2 separate regions of the Macaca mulatta genome follow, and region 1 is linked to region 2. A link is a contact called in public Hi-C data. All regions are on one chromosome and are shown on one strand. Each heading gives the region's core, a stretch centred on a gene start, on an enhancer-like site or on the middle of the called end of the contact. The rest is flanking DNA. Distances are from core to core; before and after follow the strand shown. Region 1 holds the start of SRP9 (signal recognition particle 9). Region 2 holds the start of ENAH (ENAH actin regulator).

Region 1 (4,702 bases), core at 392-2,891, 130 kb before region 2:
ATAGTTTCACACAGTAAATCCTGAGCCCCGGGCTGGGCACAGTGGCTCACACCTGTAATTCCAACACTTTGGGAGGCCAAGGCGGGCGGATCACAGGTCAGGAGTTCCAGACCAGCCTGGCCAACATGGTGAAACCCTGCCTCTATTAAAAATACAAAAAATTAGCCAGGTGTGGTGGCGGGCGCCTGTAAACCCAGCTACTCGGGAAGCTGAGGCAGGAGAATTGTTTGAACTCAGGAAGCCGAGGTTGCAGTGAGCTGAGATTGAGCCATTACACTCCAGCCCGGGCGACAGTGCGAGATGCCGTCTCAAAAGAAAAAAAAAAAAAAAAAATTCCTGAGCCCCAGTTTTCTGAGATTATCCATCCCCTTTTCATTTTCTTTCTTCTCTGAGGGATATAGTCACAATACACTGTATCTTTAATACCCTCCAATAACACCAGCTCCTTAAGGGTTCAACGGCATCTCATTCACCTTTGTGTCTCCCACAGAACCTAATTTAACTTGGGGTTCAGTAACACGAGAGTGGGGAATGAATGAAGCACAAAAGAGATGATTGAGTTACAACAGACAGAAAACAAAAGCAGCATCATACATAACCAGGTCTGAGATTTCCAGTATAAAATCCCTTCAATATGCTGAGTTCTAAAAAGGAGAACTTTTAATTAACACGAATATACTTCATATAATTCTTCAGACATGACAATAAAATAAGCAAAACCTCAAGAGACGAAAGGAAAGATGCGAATGCTAAACTCCCATCACTTGGACTCCTTTGCTTTTTAATAACGAGCTAACTTCCGACATCCACCTCCATTATAATTTTTGCAGGGGCTAAGAATGTATTTCAGAGGTCCATGAATCCCCTAAAATTGTTTGCAAACATTTACGTATACGTACATTTTTCTGAGGAAAGGTGCTAATATTATTCTTATGTTCTCAAAGCCTGTGACTCCCAAAATACTAAGAACCAATATTCTGAAGGGGTACAGATGCTTTCAAATTGGAATCAAGAATGATGCTTTCAAGACTGTCTGAGCGGCAGTAGAAAAACATCATCAGTTTCATATACATAAGGTACCCTTACCGCCTAGGCGGTACAGGAAAAGTGAACCAAGACAAAGGACAGGAAACTGCAGGGGGAGGAGCCCTGGCTTCAGGGACTCATAAAACAACCGAAGCCTTAAGGGAAGTTGAGGGACTGGGGCGGGGGAAGATCGACTGTAGAGATGTTTAGGGCTGAGATGAACCTGGCTGTTGCCCGTTTCAGGGCCTCACTGGGCCGCTTTAATCAGGGACGAAGGGGACGAGACAGCGGAACATTAACTTGGCAGAGTCCATTTGTGTTCATTCCCAGCACCTCCTGGGAGCGCTGGGGAAGCTCCAGCGGCCGAGTGGATGGCGGGAAGATATCCTGGGCTGGGGCCCAAAGCAGCGGCCCCGCCAGCGATTTACCTTCATAGGATCAGCGAGGTAAAGTTTTTCGGCAGCGCGGCTGAACTCCTCCCAGGTCTGGTACTGCGGCATCGTGGCCTGAAGTGGAAAAGTAAAGAGAACCAACGCCTCAGAACCCGGCCCAACAAACTACCTACGTCCGGGAGTCGCCAACCGACGCGAGTCCCAGCAGCCCCAAGATGGCGGCGGCTCCTCGCACCAACGCCTCGCTCCATTGGACAGCCCCGTCCATGTTCGCCCAATGGGCAGAAGGGATGTTGTCAGGGAGTGGGCGGAGCCCAGGGCGTGTGGCTCGGGAGCTGAGCGAGAGAAGTGGAGGGCAGGGCAACCAATGCCGGCTGCCACAGCACCCCCTGTAGGGCCGAATGAGCGGCGTCCGTCCCGCGGCACTCGGGTGAACCGCAGCTTCCTTCAACAAAGATTAAGCGACTGCGATAGGCGCTGCAGATACGAGGAAGGAGGCGACAGGGCCTAGCTGTCACACAGCTTGGTGAAGAAGCCAGGAGACATAAACACAAGAGTGCAACGGAAAACTTTATATGATAAACATTTATGTCGGGTTAGTGAAGCGCAAAGGAAGAACGATCACTTGTGGGTGGGCGGAGGCTCACAGAAGCGGCGCAAGCTCAACAGGTGGGCAAGGAAGAGCAGAACGCGTAGACCCATTTTAGATCTGCAGTGTATGTCAGATGACTGGTGTTTAGGAGATGAGGAAGAAGCCATATAATCACTTATGCAAGGATAAGAAATCTGATCCTCCAAGCAGGAGGATCGCTTGAGCCCAGGAGTTCGAGGCTGCAGTGAGCCATGATCGCGCTACGCACCCAGCTTGGGCATCAGAGCAAGACACTGTCGCAAAAGTGAAAACAAAATAAAGAAGATGGCCTGAAGGGGACACCAGGTAAAGAGTATTATATTTTGAGATGGAAAGATTTTGTGCATGTTTATAACTTTTAGAGAAGGACACAGATAGAAAAATCAGGCTGGGCGCGGTTGCTCACGCCTGTAATCCCAGCACTTTGGGAGACCGAGGCGGGTGGATCACAAGGTCAGGATATCGAGACCATCCTGGCTAACACGGTGAAACCCCGTCTCTACTAAAAATGCAAAAAATTAGCCGGGCGTGGTGGCGGGCGCCTGTGGTCCCAGCTACTCAGGAGGCTGAGGAAGGAGAATGGGGTGAACCTGGGAGGCGGAGCTTGCAGTGAGCCGAGATTGGGCCACTGCACTCCAGCCTGGGCAACAGAGCGAGACTCCATCTAAAAAAAAAAGAAAGAAAGAAACTCAAAAGCAGTATGTGAAGTAGAGTAGAAAGCTGAAACTGGAGATCATATCATAAGCTGAAACTGGGAATAGCCCCAACTGGGGTCTGTCTCCAGCAACACCCAGAAGCTTGGGTTTTGGACTGGAAAAGACGGATATTAGGGATTTATAGGGTACATGAGGAAGAAGAACAAAGGACTAAGAATGTTAAAGGTATTGGTAAGAGAGTGACTGAACTCATAAATTATGGGATCCATGCTAGATAGATGGTAATTAATTGGGTCAAAAGAGAGAAACTAAGAAACCAGAATTAAAGGAAATCTGAATTCAATATAACAGGAAATAAGAAATTTTAGTCAGATTGGATATTGGGGTTTAACATTTTACAGTAGCAATAGTCACTGGTGAGGCTGGGTTGTCCACACAAAATTAAAGTCTTGTATGAGTAAGAAAGGGAATAAGATGAAGGAGAAGGCTATGAGCCAGGGACCCAAATCCTCAGTTAATGAGAAGTGTGTGTGCGTGTGTGTGTGTGTGTGCGTGTGTGTGTGTGTGTGTGTGTTTTGAGGGAAGCTATAAAGAGCAATGAGCAGAGGCAGAGAGAGCAGAGTTGGGCAGAATGACCCCAGGTGTAGGGGTTTTTCCCTAAAGATGAAAACAATGGAAGTTAAGACAATGCCAACTTTGCCTTCTGTCACAAGGAACATAAGAGATCAGTTTCAATTCAATTGTCACAAGGAACATAAGAGATCAGTTTCAATTCAATTCAGCAAAAAATAAAACAAATGTCCACCCTGGACAAACACCAGGAGCTGGGCTAGGCATTAGAGACCCAGCAGTGAACAAGACAGGCCCAGTCCCTGCCTCATAGTATGGAGAGAATGACAGTAAAGAACAGATTTCCATTGTGAGGGTCCCCATCACTGTGAGTTCCAGCATCTCCAAGCGTAGCCCAGCCTTAGCCTCTACAGAGGCAGAGAAATCAAGATGAGGAAGAAGTTATGGGAATTGCCCTTGATTATGTGAATGTCCCCAGTCACACTACAATGCATTCTTTTTTGAAAAATTTAATTTTAGGTTCAGGGGGTACATGTACATGTTTGTTACATGGGTATATTGCATACTGGTGGGGATTAGGCTTCTAGTGTACCCATCACCCAAATAGTAAACATTGTACCCAATCAGTACTTTTTTAACCCTTTCCATCTTCCCACCCTCCCCTTTTGGAGTCCCCAGTGTCCATTATTTCTCTCTTTATGTTGATGTGTATCCGTATTCATCCATTCTCATACTGTTATAAAGAACTACCTGAGACTGGGTAATTTATGAAGAAAAGAGGTTTAACTGAACTCACAGTTCTGCAGGCTGTACAGAAGGCATGACTGCAGAGGCCTCAGGAAACTTAACAATCATGGCAGAAGGGCCAAATCAAGGGCTTAGAAGCAAGCACTTCTTCACATGGCAGCAGGAGAGAGAGAGAGAGAGAGAGAAGGGGGAAGTGCTACACAATTTTAAACAACTAGATCTTGTGAGAACTCACTATCACAAGAACAGCAAGGGGGAAATCCACCCCCATGATCCAATCACCTCCCACCAGGTCCCTCCCCCAACACTGGGAATTAGAGTTCAACATGAGATTTGGGTGAGGACACAGAGCCAAACCATATGAGTGCCCATTGTTTAGCTCCCACTTATCAGTGAGAACATGCTGTATCTGGTTTTCTGTTTCTACAGTAGTTCACTTAGGATAATGGCCTCCAGCTCTATCTGTGTTGCTACAAAGGACATGATTTCATTCTTTTTTTTTTTTTAATGGCTGCCGAATGCATCCTTTAAACTAGGTTATTCCTTTCCTGCTGTGGCTTCTGAAAGGCTATCAGAGAGTGTCCTTTATAAATTGCTCACACATGCACAATGTCAGAAAAGAAAAAATTTCTTTCATTCCCAGTCAAGGAGATCAGGGCCTCTGTACCCTTTGTGGTTAT
Region 2 (5,029 bases), core at 1,925-4,424:
ATCCCATAGGAAGGTAGTTTGATACAGTAGAAGGAACAATGGACCAAGAATTGGAAATTCTGAATTTAAGTTGTGGGCAAGTTACTTAACCTCTCTGGATCTCACATTTCTTTTCTGAAAAATGAGTGGGCTGGACTGAAGATTCCTTCCATCTCTAAAATTCTTTTATTCTATATGGTAACACATTCCACAGCATTTCCTTTGTGACCAGAATTAGTCTGTGACTTCCTACCTCAAGTATCCCTTTTGCCCTCTTTGAATGTTAAACCAAATATGAACAAGAAGCAATAACATTTTGTCACAGCCAACAAATTGCCCTTCCACAGAATGACCTTTGGAGGTCAGGCCACCCATTGCAATATCTAAATCCAAAAGGCAATGCTATGACCAATTTGTGAACTGGCAGGCTGCCATCCAAAAGGATGGAAATGGTTGTAGGCAGCCAAAATTCTTGGCTGGTACATTTTTAATAAACATAGAAAATAAGAACAGCATTTTCCACTTGGATTGCTTAATTTGGTGCCCATACCATTGGAACATTTGCTGTTAGAATAAAGATGATGTGATATATCACTTATTTAGCGCAGGATGGATTAACTTTCACAAATGAGAAGTAGGTTATGGAGTCATCTGTAAGGAATTTTTATCCTTGTTTCTTGTGTCTGGCAGGAGATAGCTTGAGTCATTACAGCACTCTCTCCACCCCTTTTGGCCCTTTGTAAGTTTTCCCTGAAACATAAGCTCTGTTGGATTTACTGTATTGCTATGAATGGACTAAGGCAAATTGGTGTGACTTCTTTTTGGTCAATTATGTTTTATTAATACTTTTCCAAGATGGTTCAATATATCTTAATTTTTCTAAGAAAAAAGTCTCTACAGCACATGTTCAAATACTTGAGGTATGTGTTTCAAACTACAGGGAGAAACTTTTGTAAGACAATGACCCTCATAGTTGGTAGCTATGATTTTTAATCATGCCTGTTGCACTGATTGATTCAGTTACTTGAGCTCTGTTTCCCTGTCTCTACCTGCAATATGGCAACTAGGACATTTGACTGGCAAGTTTGTTTTCTCTCCAGTGCTTGGAGATCCTTGAATAAAATGTCCTCTGTAATGGTAAGCTGTAATTAGATACGTGGGTGGAAATTAGCGTTCTTCAAGTACACCATGTTTAAGGCAGAGGCATCATGCTTTCTGCTACCTGAGGCCACCTTGATCCTGTGCCATAGCTCTAGGTCACTGCTTCTATAGGGCTGTTGGTCTAAGGCTGCCAGTTAAAAAAAGAAAATAACTCGGTATTTAGCTCTGAAACCAGGAAGCTTTTTTTATTTTTTATTTTTGAGATGGAGTCTTGCTCTGTCACCTAGGCTGCAGTGCAGTGGTATGATCTGAGCTCACTACAACCTCCTTTTCCCGGGTTCAAGTGATTCTCTTGACTCAGCCTCCCCAGTAGCTGGGATTACAGGCGTGCACCACCACACTCGGCTATTTCTTTTTTTTTTTTTTTTTGTATTTTTAGTAGAGACAGGGTCTTGCCATGTTGGCCAGGGTGGTCTGGAACTCCTGACTTCAGATGATTCACCCGCCTCAGCCTCCCAAAGTGCTGGGATTACAGGTGTGAGCCACCGCACCCGACTGAAACCAGGAAGCTTTTTTATGGTTAAAAATGGGCTACACAGTTCTATTACAGGCAAGTCAGGCATTGACCGTGGATCACTATAACTTGTCTTTTCATTTGGAAGTGTACATTATCCCAACCTTTATAACTATCTTTTGAATGGTACCTGCATCTTAAAACAAAACACCGAAACTTTTGAACGGATTCCTGGAGTCATGGCAGGTCCTCCATTTTGGATGAGATCCTTCAGCAACAGGATCCCTGTAGCAACAATCCTTTCTCATCCTCATCTTTTATACAGAAAGTACATCCCTGTCTTCGGGACTAAAAGGGGGCTGTAATTCGTACAGTTAAATTTTTTATTATTGGATTTGTTTTTAGATTAAAAAAAAAAACCAAAAAAACCTCAACAACAACTATCAATTCTGGCTTCCTGGATGCCCTCCTCCCCGACTTGACTTGAAATTGCCTTGCCAGTATTTTATATCTACTTTTTAAGGGAGGTGACTTCAAGACCATTGGGAATGACGGAAGATTTAAAATTATCATTAGTTCCTCTTTCTCCCCGCCCCTGCCCGGGATTCCCTCTGCTAATGACGCTGGAAAGCGGTTCCACTGGCTGCGTTTCTCTTCTTCCACTCTTACGGCAACACACGGTTCCGCGCGCGTCTCCGGCGACTGCGTTTCCCCCAGAGTCGGCTGCGTTCGTTTGGGGATGAAGTCATCCCTATACCTAGTGTGCACATCAGCTTGTTCCATCGGCGCAGCACGCTGGGATTCCTCGGGAAGGAGCGAAGGGAACAATGATGACCATATTTTCCATTTATATGCCCCTCCTCAACTCCGCAGGAATCGCTGGGCGCGGCCGCGGCGGGGTCGGGCGGTTGGGCTGACCGGGATGCCCCCCGATTCCCTCGTCCCAGTCCTGAGACCGCAACAGGGCGGGCTGAGCACTCGCCCCGCGCGAGGCACTCGGCCGCGAGCCGACCCGGAGTATCCTGGCCCGGCCCTGTACCCAGTCAGTCACGCGTCCCAGCTCCCCACGCCGGTGCCTGCGGGTCCGGCGCCTAGGAGGTCTCGGCGCCTAGGTCTCCGCACCGCGGCCGTGGGGGAGGCCCCGGAGTTCCCCAAGCCTCTGGGGAGCGGGAGGCGACGGGGAGGGGGCCGACAGTCAAGGACAACTCCGGGCAAGGAACCCCCCGGCGAGGAACCCCGGCCGACAGCGGACGGGACGTTTTGGGTGGGGGTGGGGGGGGGCCGGCCCGAATCCCAGGAGGTTGCAGGGGGCGGGGTAGGGAGGCAACAAAGAGCCTCTCTTCGTCGTCGCCGCCGCCGCCGCGCTCGCTCCCGCCCAGTCAGCTCTCCGCAGTCCGGCGGGGGCCCGGCCGCCGGCGCGGGGGAGCGCGCCCGGCCCCCCGCCTCCCCTTTCCTCCCCTCTCCTCCCCTCCCCCCGCACCGCCCCCTCGCCCCCGGGGGAAGGAGGCGAGGAGGGCGGCGCCTGCGTGTTCCTCCGCCGCGCGCCCCGCCTCCTCCCGGGCTCCTCGCGGCGATCCCGACTCTCCTCCCGCGGCTGCAGCAGCTGCCGGTTGCACACGGCCTCGGCGGCGGCGCGGCGGGCGCGGGCCTGTGGAGCGGCGGCCGGGCGCGCGGCCCCGGCGGGCACCCCTCCGAGGGCGGCCGAGGAAGCTCCGGGAGGAGGAGCAGGACCACGAGGAGGTGGGAGGCGGCGGCCGCCTGGGGACCCGCTCCGCGCCTCGTCCTCTCCGCCCCCTCCCCAGCCTTTCTCTCACCCTCTTCTCCCACACTCCGGGCCGGCGCCTCGGCATTGTGCGAGGAGATGGTGTAGCCCCCTGGCCGCCGAAGGAGGAGCCGAACACTTGTCTCCAGTCTCCGAGCTGCTCCCCACCCCTGGAGGAGAGACCCCCTCGGCTCGGCGCCTTCCGCGTCTCCCAGCTGGTGGGGAAGCCTCTACGCCGCCGGCACCATGAGGTGAGGGGCGCGCGGGGCGGGGGCCGGGCGGGCCATTGTGCCGCGGGAGCCGCGACCCTCGTTCTCCTTGGACCCCGCCTTCCCTCTGCTGGCCCGGCGCGTCTCCCAGGTCTCCGGTCTGTTTCTCCCCCCTCCCCCTTTTGTCCCTTCCAATTTCTCTTTCTTTCTTGGAAACCTCCCCAACCCCTGTGGTTTGGGGGTCTCCTTTCATCGTTCTCTCATTTTTCCTCAAATGCTCTTCTTTCACCCAGGATTTCCCTTCCTAAATTTAATTTGCGCCTGGCTCCCTCCCCCCAGCCTTTGCAAGCGAAACCCGGGAGATGGGGAGGGGTTCGAGAATCGAAGCGTGCATGTTGCTGGGAAACAGGTATTTTTTCGTATATATGTAAAAATTTCATGCACTTTTGCCTCCGAACTCTCGTGTTTAATTATAAAAGGAGGAAAAGTTTGAAAGGTCTGAAATCTCTGCGGGTAATAAAGTGCCTCTGGTAGGGGTGGGTAAAGGAGCTGTAAAAGGTGAAATTTCACGATGGTGGGGGAAGGGAAAGAATTGATTAGGTTCACGTGGTGGGGGCAGTAAAAGACTGGGATAAGTTGGTAGGGGTGTGTAAGCGGGGGCGGGGAACGGATTTGTTTGGAAAAGCCTTTTCTCCCCTTCCTCTGTAGCAGCCTGTGTTGCATTGCAGCAGCTGCTTTTGCCCTTTGCTCTGTAATCAGTAAAACAGGAGCTAAATTATTTTTGCGGCCCCGAAGAAGAGAATTGAATGTACTGTCGTAAAATATTTTTTTAATTGATACGTTGAAACATATGGTGTGATATTTTTCTTTATTGTTTCTCAAATTGTGTAGGAGAATAAACCATGATGTGGTGTGTCATTCATTGGAGATTTTTTTCTTCCAGCCTTTCCTAAGCCTGTTTTGTGTCCATAACCTTCTCTTTTCGGATTGGTGCAAGACTTCGTGAGAAATGGGACTTGGTAGACTGAAGGCTGATCCATTCTGCGTTATCATCCTTAAAGGCCTTCCTTTTGGGTTAAACAATTGTGGATAAAGTAAATTACTCCATTTCTCTCTCCTGGAAGAGATAGTCTTACAGTTCATTTGGATTTGAATCTCCTTTGTGTTAAAGATTAATGGTCAACCGTTGCCAAGACCTTTATAATGTAATACAATGAGATTTGAATGATATAATCGACAAATTCCTTCGCTTTGGCAAGAAAATGTCATGTCATTGGAATTCTTTCTCAATTTCGGTGGTTTCCATTTTAAACTTTGCTTTTCATTTTTTTTCTATCAAGGTTGAGCGTGTTTCCATTTGGCTTTTGTATGTATATATTTTGTGATATATCTGTGTTGAATTTTCACTTTCGCTTACTGTGAATTTGAATTTTTTTCTCTGATTCCAAGTTACCTGTATTTATG

The links. Hi-C and Micro-C count contacts between places; a contact is called where the count stands out from the background.
Region 1: a Hi-C map of fetal cortex germinal zone shows a contact between it and region 2, with 2.4 times the contacts expected there. The contact joins the promoter of SRP9 here to the promoter of ENAH in region 2. A contact is called at or near these places in 2 of 14 Hi-C or Micro-C datasets (fetal cortex germinal zone and fetal cortical plate).

Annotation. Positions count from the first base shown.
Region 1 is chr1:83,508,507-83,513,208 of T2T-MMU8v2.0, reverse strand. It overlaps SRP9 (signal recognition particle 9), which reads right to left and starts at 1,641. Exons shown (of 3, transcript XM_015115259.2): 1 at 1,455-1,641. The coding sequence starts at 1,526. LOC106993394 (a long non-coding RNA gene) reads left to right here and starts at 1,186. Exons shown (of 4, transcript XR_001439623.3): 1 at 1,186-2,355.
Region 2 is chr1:83,383,204-83,388,232 of T2T-MMU8v2.0, reverse strand. It overlaps ENAH (ENAH actin regulator), which reads left to right and starts at 3,174. Exons shown (of 13, transcript XM_077938675.1): 1 at 3,174-3,607. The coding sequence starts at 3,603.